Linked DNA regions of Sus scrofa: region 2 is linked to region 1. Evidence: chromatin contacts called from public Hi-C data. All regions are on one chromosome and are shown on one strand. The core of a region is the stretch at or near the end of the contact, and the rest is flanking DNA. Distances in the headings are between cores, read along the strand shown.

Region 1 (5,404 bases), core at 1,544-4,043:
GCAGGTGCGGTGACAAAGGCGATTCCTAGGAGGGCCTGTTTGCCCTTGATGTCAGGCGTCTGCGATGGCAGGTGCGCACCAACAAGAGCGAGACTGCCAGAAAGCTGAGCCTCTCTGCCTGCCCCTGTCACCAGTGTCTCATCTAGGCCAGGTTTTAGGGAGACACTGTCTTTCTCATCCCTATGGGGACCTGCTGGCTAGGGCACCATCTTGAGCGTGGCTAAGAGGGCAATGTTAATACTCCTAAACCCTCACAAAGCAAGTCATCGTTCCTAAGGCATGCTTTCTGAGGGCCTCTCACAGGCTCTGCTGCATGTACGCTTCACAATAACCATCGGATGTATAGCAATGTTTACTCTCTTTTATAGTGAAGGAAATGCAGTTAACTACGTAAGCCAGATGAAAAAATAGTTTGAGTGACAAGTTTAAATTCTTTATAAGACCCTTCTGTTGGGGGGGGGGAGTAGCAACGTGTTTGTGGTCCAAGAATTATTGTCAAGCAAATGTAATAACTTCCTTGAGAGACAGCCAGCAATGGACTTCAGGATGTGAAGCAAGGCCGGGGGCCAGAGCGGGGTCCGGAGAGAGGCCTGGCACCCCTTCTTTGTGAGGGAGCAGCTGGGGCCCATGCATAAGACCTAGGAGTGAGAGAAACAGACTGACCTGATGCCGGGGCCTGGCCATTCTCTTCCCTTCAAAGCGCCCCCTCAAACCTGAGGTCAAAGGTCTAATTGTATTTCTTGCTGATCTTTTCAGAATCCTAATGGGCTACTTAAAGAGCTCCCTGGCTAAAAGCCCTACCGCTTTTAGAAAGGGGAAGAAGCTTTTAAAGAAGAGGGTTTTGTTAAGTGGGCACTCTGGAATTCTCCATTTATACGAAAAGGGTGTTTGATACTCAAGAGAGTATTTGTCACTTGGGGGAAAGGTTAAGTCAATTATTTTGTCTGGAGATGAAAAAGATGGAGCGGTGGCTTAATCACAGGCTTCGGCTCTATGGGGAGCTGTTCTGGGGATGGTGGCGGCCACCTGGCCCTCCTCGCCAACCCAGGGGTGGAACTGGGCTTTTGTGGAGGAAAGGAGATCTAAGTGGGGCCGTGGGGCTGTGACACTGAGTGCTCGGCCTCGGCAGGTGATCAGCGGGGTCTCCGAGCTGGAAGCTCACGAGGACGGAAGCCTGTGGCTGGTGAGTCTTGAAGGCTCTGCTTTGGTTTCCTGACTCCAAGATGTGCTGCCATGAGATACGATTGGGAGGGTAAAGCCAAGGACTGTCGAGACCTACACATACGTCCTGATTCCTGCTTTTTTGTTGACTCTAAGAGACCTAGTTTTCCTGGACCTCAGTTTCCAGCTGTATAACTGGATAATTGTTACCTAGGCGGCTCTCCTTCGGTAGCCTTAGGAAGATGGACCAGAATAATATCTGTGAAAATGCACTTCAAACCACATGGCACCAAGCAAATGAAAAAATATTATTTTTCCTGGAATAAATGCTGATTATTTTTCAAGTCTAGTGAGCTCTAAAATTTTTCTTCCTGCTTTGGATAAAGTTGCCAGATGGTTTTGGACCCAACCTTGAAATAATGTGCCAATTATGTGCTTCCAGCTCTCAGGCTTCTTCCTGCCTGCTCCTCCTTGAACAAGTCCTGCTTGCTACCAGATGCTCACGGAATTGTGCCTTTCAAGGATGCGAGAGCCTCGATGAGCTTCTTCTAACCCAAGTTCTAAACCGCACTGGTTTCCCTTTTATGGGTGGTAGTTCTGCTTCTCCTTGAAGGCCTCTGGGGAAGGGGAAACTCACTATCTCATTTTTAAAGCTACTTCACTTTAAAATTTTTCAGATAGTTAACAACCCATTTTTTTCCTTTTCTGAAGCCCTAAATCCATTTCCCTGTAGCAAAGCTCCAAAACAGAGACACATACAGAGGCAGGTAAGACAAATGAACGTCATGGGCCTGCGAAAGACAAGGAGTCGTGGGAGATGGAGGTTGCCTGGAAAAGAGATGCTCTTCAGAGGCAGATGGCTGCTTTGCCGCCCCAGAGATTCTTTCTGCACAGGAATGCGGGCCCAGGCTTGTGTGACCCTCCGCTCCACTTGGGGCTGCGGTGGCTTAACTCGCATGGGGTGCCCCGAGAGTCCCCCTGAAAGGGGGCTGTGCTTTAGGATATCACTAAATATCAAAACGAAAAATTGAATTTGAATAACTCTAATGAACCTTCACTTTTCAGAAAACAGGAGTGAAGTGTAGCCCCCAGCCCCCACCCTGGAGGTGCCTCCCCCCGACCCCAAGTGCTGACCTAGGCCAGCTGCCCGTGACTCTCCCAAAGGACAGCGTTTCTGGTCCCCCGGAATTTCTAAGAGAAAATGGAAACCTTATTTTTATGGAAATGTTCAAGGTTTTGAAGTTAACGTTTCGTTAAACATTTCATAAAGACATTTCATAAACATTTCATAAAGATGAGCCAGACAAAATGTTCTCTGGGAGGCGAACGTGGCCCACAAACCAGAAGTCTGCAGTCTCTGCCACCAGAGAGCTGCCAACCTTAGCCTTTGTTCTATTTTTGGGGGGCAAATGGAAACAGTCCACTCCCAGTTCTGTAAGATGGGCCTTCAGGGATTCAAAGACACCTCCATTTCCTCCCTAGGTATCTTCAACACCAGAGCAAATTTTTATTTCCCTCTTTGTCAAAATTCCCAGCCACATGGCTGTCTCCTTGGGCCCAGGACCCTGCCACTTAGACTATTAGGAGAAATGAGTAGTCACCCAAGTATGTCCATATTTGCAAGGTACACGCTCACGTTTACGAAAGAGGGCTCTTGCTCAAGACCAGATACAATATGCATGACTCAGTTGTTTTGTTAGCCTGAAATTACCCATTCTGGATCTACTGATTTGGGGGAAGGACTCTCTTGGCACATAGCTTCCGGGCTTAATTTGCTTAACCATGTCATTGATAACACAGCAGCAACATCAGAGGAGCAATGGACTTATTGACTATTTTTAAATGAGAATTAGAGAATGTTAGACTTGAAAGAGAATTTAAGCACCACAGAGTCAGCCCCGGGGTGGCAAATCAGTTTCCTGTGAGGAGCCAACTCAAATGGATCACGAAGGACTCCTGGGAGTGATGCGCTGAGAGAGCTTCGGAAGAATCCTAGAGAAAGAAGACCGGGAAGAGGCTAGAGGGAAATGGCCACATGGGCCTCCTTTAGTTGCTGTTCCTGGCATTTTAAAGGTCAGGAGACTGAGGCCAAGAGCAATAATTTGATGATTAAACTGAAGCCAAACTCTAGCTAGGACCCACATCCCCTGACTCCTCAGCTCCTGCCTCTAGTTGAGGTTTCTACACTGTGTCTTGGAGCCCTCTGGGTGCTCTCTCGAGGGGTGCCTCTAGAGGGTGGAGGCTGGTCCATTTGGGCTCCTACATGCTCTCATGCCTACTTTGGCCAACAAACAGCTCCTCTTCCTCTCTGGAGCTTTTGCTTACGAATTTTGAAAAAAAAAAAAAAGAAGTTCATCGGTGGAGGAACTATTGGAGAATCAGGACAGTTATTAAGTGATTCCCCATATTGTACAATTGACTTATTAGTTAATTAATCAATTCAGTTATCTTTTATTCAGCAATTACTATGTGGTAATCACCCTGCTAGGCACTACTGGGGACTCGTGGAGTCCCCTCTCAGCGTTTGCAATGTGACTGGAAACTGGACATCTGAAGAATCATCTATCGTAAAAGGAGGGGAGAGTAAGTGATATAACGAGTAGCACTGAAGGAGCACAGAAGAAGGCTGCTGGGAGTCAAGGAATGCTTCGTAGAGGAGGCAGCCTTTGAACCTGGCCTTGAAGGATGAGTAGCTTTCCAAGAAATTTAAGGACCACAGGCTTGAGATGGAAGAAAACGTAGAGATCTTGACAAGCCAACTTCTTATTTAATCGAGGAGCACACTGAGGCCCAGAGAGGAGACATGGCTTGTATACACTGACTGTGGGTCTCCTCATTCAGAGCACTGCAGGAGGAAGAACTGCTGGGGCAAGAGGTATGAGGGTAACACAGCAAGAGTGGCTGAGAGTTGCCCTGGAGTTGACGGGACCTGAGCACTTCCCAGAGCTCAGCCTTGATCCACAAGGTGGTATTTCCTGATGCCTGTCACACGCTCTGGATGAATTTGCCCTTATGAAACATTAATGCAATGGACCCATCTGTATTCTGAATTTACTCAGTAACTTAAAACCACCACTACTAACAGACTGGCTAATAAATCTTATCTTGTTAACAGAAATTCTTATAAGATAGAGCCAAGTTTTATAAATAAAAGTGGTTGGAAATTGGAATAAAAGCTGTGGCAGATGTTGGCCCAGAGAGCCCCTCCCTATCACAATCTTTCCTGCCATCTTCATCTAGAGAAATGGGAAAAGGTACACAGTCCCTTTAGAAGCCTCTATGGCAGTCAGAGTTGACAACATGACCTGGATCTGGCACACGGCATGGGAAGAGAAGTTGGCTAGGAGCTTCCACTTTAGTTAAAATCATAAAGTCTAGCCCTTTGATGCTTTCCCTGCCAGTGCTATGATATAAAGTCTGGAGCAGCAGTTACCATCTTGTGACCATGAGGCAACAGCCACAAGATGAAAAGCAAAGAACTGAGGATGGTAGAGGAAGAACATAAGAAGTGTTTGAGACTTTAAAGTCTTTTTAAAAAGGTTTTAAACAGATCTTGCATTTATTTATTTATTTATTTTTATTTTATTTTATTTTGTCTTTTTAGGGCCATACCCGTGGCTTATGGAGGTTCCCAGGCTAGGAGTCGAATCAGAGCTGCATCTGCCAGCCTAAACCACAGCCACAGCAATACCAGATCCGAGCCACATCTGCGACCTACACCGCAGCTCACAACAACATCAGATCCTTAACCCACTGAGTGAAGCTAGGGATCAAATCCAAATTCTCATAGATATTAATCCAGTTCATTACTGCTGAGCCATGATGGGGACTCCCTATTTATTTATTATAATAAAAAAATTTTTTTGGCCACACCCATGGCACTTGGAGGTTCCCAGACCCCGGGTTCAAAACTGAGCTATGTAAGTAACCAGAGCCATAGCAGTGACACTGTTGAGTCCTTAACTGCAAGGCCACAAGGGAACGCCTTAAGGTCTTTTTTAAACAGAAATACCAGCAAATATCCATCTTTAAATATTCTAGTATTGAGAAAATGATATACTATTTGTTTAGGCCACTGTATTTATCAGGACAGTGTATTTATTAAAAGTAAATATGAATGCTGTAAAAACAACTCCCCAAATCTCAGTGTGTGAACACAATCATTGTTGGTATCTTGCTCAAACAAAATCCAATGAGGCTTTTCTTTGGTGGGTTGTTCTTCAATTGATAACTCAGGGATTTA
Region 2 (5,081 bases), core at 2,442-4,941, 89 kb after region 1:
GAGACGAAAGACGTGAAACAGGATGGTGAGCAAAACCAGACAGGACCCCTGTCCTCAGGAAGTTTGCAGTTGGCTGCAGAAACCGATATTCATCAAGCAAACACAAAGACTGCTGTGAACCTAAAACGCACTAAGCTCTCGGAAGGAAGATGCAGGATGTTATGGGAATAGGGTTTGTCCTGGCCACGGACACCAGGGAGGCGGCTGTGCTGAGTTATGCACTGTGAAGAGCAGTTACTTGAATGGAGAAGCGAGGGAAGGTCAAGCAGATGGAGCAGCACGTGCAAAGACCCTGTGGTAGAGGGGAGTCTGGAAAGCACAGGCCACTGAAAGAAGATTATGGTGGCTGGAGCAGAGAGAACCAGGTGGACTCACTGGAGGATAAAGCTGGAGAAGCAGGCAGGGTCCAGACCACACAGGGCCCTAGCGTTCTGGTTGAGAAGCTCTATCTACCTTAGAGTAAGAGGAAACTAGAGAGCTTTTCAACTCAGGAGAGAGAAGATCATTTCGCATTTTGAGATGACTCTGTCACAGGATGGAGAACAGATGGGATGTGGGAACGTCAAGCAGGAAATTAGGACAAAGGCCTAAGAGAGAGAAGACAGTGATTTGGACTAGCTAGATAAGCGGTGGTGGAGACAGAGACAGGGGGATGGTTCTGTAAGACTTTCAGGCATTGAAAGGGGGATTTGTGATGGATGAGATGTGAGATGAAAGATAAGTAAGGCTCTAAGGGAGGATATGTTTGAGTAGATTTTCAGTGCCAGGCTGCGGGCTTGGCCATCGTTTACATTTCCTACTGCAGATCTCAGGGATGGGGTCAGATGGGGAGGGCATTCAGATTCTGGCTCTAAGCAGTAGCTCAAGGTGAGGGGTGGGGGAGTGGGGAGAACCAGCAAAGGCAAAAAGGATTTCACCTGGCCCCAGTGTGGGGGTTGGTTCGGAAGAGCTGCTAGACACCGAGGTGCCGGGGAAGATGGAAACAAAGGCGAGCATAATGAGGGTGGGCTTCTGCTGAGGCCTGAACTGAACCTTGGAAGATGAGGAGGCCTCAGATAAGAACAGAGGTGGAGAAAGGATCCCGGCAGGAGAACGTGGCACCTGGATGATGACAAGGGAAGAAAAAGTCTGTTGAGGTGCTTCCTCTAAGCCTTCGTTTCCTTTAAGCTAAGAAGCAAGACAAGCTGGGCATGTTACAGATACTACTTCCATGACACTTTAAAATCTATGGCTGAGGATGTGAATCTGTACAAAGATGCAAGAACTGGCCTCTCTGGAGACCAGGTAAGGCATTTGGGCTTTCAGAGTTCAAGGCTGTGTGCTGAAGGTCCGGGATGGCAGCTATTTTAAATGACAGCTGAACTTTGACTTCCATGAGCTGCATGAACACATTTTGAGAGTCTCCTTATGGCAGAATTTAGTGCACCAAATTCTGGAAGTAGAAAGATGTTAAGATGTCAAGGTGTGGCCTCTACGTAGTGTGTCTTAGTAGCTACAAAACGTTGTAAGTTCAACTGTAATATTAATAATGCACCTAAGCCTTTGAAGGTATAAAGTGGTCAAAACAGGAGTTCCCACTCTGGTGCCTCGAGTTAAAGATCCAGTATTGCTGCAGCTATGGTGTAGGTCACAGCTGTGGCTCGGATTAAATTCCTGGCCCAGGAACTTCCATATGCCATGGGTCTTGCAAAAAAAATAAAATAAACTAATAATAACAATAATAATTAAATAGTCAAAATAATAATGGAAACACTCGCCTTGGACAAAAATGAAGATATGAGATCAGTCTGTCATAAAGTGCAGTCTCCTTAGCCCAAAAGTATACAGATCACAGGGGAGAGGCTTCTAAAGTACAGATTTTTGTTCCCACTCAGCTTACAGAATCAAACACTCTCAGGGTAGAGGCTGAGAATCAACATTTTAAACAAGTTCCTAGTGCTTTTTAATGCCCAGTAAAAGCACCATTTTGTTAAGCCAGGAATGAATCTGGATATTAGAAAAGTTAAACCTTTCTGTTATTCTTTGGTCCTTTTTCTGGAAAAATACATAAATAATTAATGCAACCCAAACAAAAAACCTTGTGTATCCAGCTTCAAGATTAGGATCCTAAGTAGTCAAGAGAGAGCAAATTTACAAGATTAAAACTTCTTTCCCCCTTCCCTTGCCTACACATCTATAGGCCAGTGCTAATCGTGGGCCTTCCATGTGGTTGGTTATGCTGCCGAGTAATCACGTAAAATACAAGGCACGGTTACTCCATGTGTGGCTTCTTATCAGTTTGGAGCACATACATTTCAATGTGATTCAATGTGAAATCAGCCTCGAGGGTGCTTTTCTGTGGCATCTGTACATATCTAATTTGGAAGGAAACATGTCCCTTTGGGCTAAGAGAAGATACCAATATTTCGATGCCATTTTGCTTTGTTCATGTATGTCTTTCTGCTTTTCCCCTTCGCCACATTAAATTGTTTAAGAAGGTGAACCCATTTCATAAGGAAGAGTTCGCTCACATTTTAACTGAGCAGAAGCCGAGTTCAGCCTTTGCCGAGAGAGCCTTGCCCTACGCGGCCTGGGTCAGGAATGGGAAGGCAGAAAGCCAGTGCTGGGCTTTAAGACGGACAGGGAGAGAGGGCTGAAGAAAAAGAAAGAGAAGTCAAAACCTTCCAGGCTTATCCGCTCCATCTACTTCCTGCCTATAACACACATGGGGGGTTAATTCCTGGGAGGCAGGAAAAGACTCACCGTGCATTAAAATTAAACCGTGTGGAGAACAAGTAAAATTCCAAACAAATCCCAAAGCAATGTGCGTGGAAAGAGCAGAGGCCCCTGAAAAATGCTGCACTCAGATGTCTAAGCCTCACAGAGGCCTGGACTGGCAGAACCTTGGAGCTCAAGAGATCCAGAGAGAGGGCCCGCCTAGGACAGAGGATGAGCATGAACCCCAGAGCGGTGCCCCTCTTCCCCCCTGCCCCCCCCACAGCAAGTCAGTGGCAGAACTGGTCCCCACAGGGCACTGCTGACTTTGAGCCCCCCACCTGCCTCTGCCCATCCAAGTTTTAGATGATTTCCCCACTATGTGGTCCAAACGGAACCCTTTCTGTCCAATGAGTGACCCAAAGAGGGCTGTCTCATCACTGCTCCCCAAGTAAGCCGGTGGCCTAGCCTCATGAGGCAACAACATCATTGCACGCTGTGTCTCCTAAGTCTAAAAACCAGCCAGCCTCTAAGATGACAACACATCCCCGGTCTATTTTTTTCAGCGGCCTTTCAAAGCTCCAGGCCTGGCTTTGGGGCAGGAGGGTCCGTGTGCATATGTGTGTGCATGCGTGAGTCTGAAGGGGTAGAGGCGAGGGGAAAGCCCGCTGTGTGCACGCGTGCCTGGAACAAGCTTTGATCCGCATCGTGCACCGCCCAGTGAAACAGCCTGTAACCAGCAGTGCCTCTGGAGCCTGATCCAGCAGCCATGGGCGCTTTTTTTAGATGACCAAATACCTTTGCCATGAGACCACTGCACTTGCCGGAGGGGGCGGTCCCCTCATCAGTCACCTGCTGTCATTCTTTTCAGGGGGCCCAGGACACTCCAAGGAGCCTTAATCAGGCTCTGATTGGGCCCTTCAGCTTCTTGACAGGGCTTTCCCAGGTGAACGGGAGACAAATGTGGTTTCTCATTTATGTTTCTTATCACGGGTCTATAGGGAGGGAATAACAAGGGCCCAGGAGCCCATTAAAAGCCTGCGCTGAGGGTGGGGAGGGGAAGGGAGGGGAGGTTAGGGGAGAAAAACCTGGGAAAGTGGGGAATAAAAATAATAGCCAGCACTTGATTCAACTATTTTATAACAAGTTAAAATCAGACGTCTTCCAGGTCTAAATGGATCCTGCAGTCCCATAATTAAATGGGGAAAACGAAGCTGTTTCATGCCTTATGCTCCCTTTGATCGTTGTTATTTTTGTGACTAATGTGTAACCGGAGCTTCTCGTTCTGGGGCCGGAGCCTCGGAGCCTCGCAGGGGCAGCTGCCGAGAGAGAGCGCCGGGTGTCCCGTTGTCAGCCTGCGAGGGCTGCCTCAGGGCGGGAGCCTGACCCGGCCCCAGTCAAACCGCAGCAGAAGCAGAGCCCAAGAGAAGCACCTGCCTCTGTCTGCCTTTTCTTCTTGTTTCCCAGGTGCTCCCTCCTCGAGGACTCTCCCGGGAACTGGTGTTTTTTCCCTTGAAGGGAAGGGATGGGGGCATTTAAATGACGTGCAGAAAACGGTCTCTCAAGCCACAAAGAAGGTGACCTCTGAAAGCTCGTGATTGAATTTTCTCTCCCTTTGGTACCTCATCAGTTTCTATTCCTCTCTGCTCTCCTCCGTCCATGTATGCAACACACACACACTCTGAGCATGAGCGTGCATGTACACACAGGTGGAAGCTCTATGGATCTTTCTAGACTAAGGAAGCACCGTCACACTGAAAGGTAAAATCTGTTCATTAACACAACTTCCTCCTCATTTCCTAAGGAATCTGAGCCTGGTGATTCACTAGAGCGCCCTCAGGTGGCACTACATTGTAACACCACTCAAGCCTATGGAAAGGAGGATGATGTGAGAAAAAGAATGCATATATATGTATAACTGGGTCACGCAGCTGTACAATAGAAACTGAAAGGACACTGTAAGTCAACTATAATAGAAAATTTTTTTAAAATAATATGACCTGGTATGATGTTACCATCATAATTCCATTTATCATTTTAAAATGATGTGTGTCACAGAAACAACCAACTTTCCTGGTCGATTCCATTATAATAAACTTTCCTCAGATCTTTCAAAAAAAAAAAAAGAATACCTTTAAGCAGTGTCACCACTTTTCTTTCTTTTTTTTTTTTTTTTTTTTTTTTGGCTTTTGTCTTTTTTAGGGCTGTACCCATGACATAAGGAGGTTCCCAGGCTAGGAGTCCAATTGGAGCTGTAGCCACCGGCCTACGCCACAGCCACAGCAATGCCGGATCCGAGCTGCATCTGTGACCTACACCACAGCTCATGGCAACACCAGATCCTTAATCCACTGAGCGAGGCCAAGGATTGAACCCGCAACCTCATG

What was found. Hi-C and Micro-C count contacts between places; a contact is called where the count stands out from the background.
Region 2: a contact with region 1 is called in a Hi-C map of fetal liver, with 2.2 times the contacts expected there. A contact is called at or near these places in 7 of 47 Hi-C or Micro-C datasets (blood, embryonic fibroblasts, fetal heart ventricle and 3 more).

The regions. Positions count from the first base shown.
Region 1 is chr5:14,378,373-14,383,776 of Sscrofa11.1, forward strand. The region is part of intron 2 of LOC106507478 (a long non-coding RNA gene); the gene reads right to left. Among named protein-coding and RNA genes, the nearest start is that of NUAK1, 290 kb to the left of the region's middle.
Region 2 is chr5:14,466,855-14,471,935 of Sscrofa11.1, forward strand. The region is part of intron 2 of LOC102160723 (a long non-coding RNA gene); the gene reads right to left. Among named protein-coding and RNA genes, the nearest start is that of C5H12orf75, 290 kb to the right of the region's middle.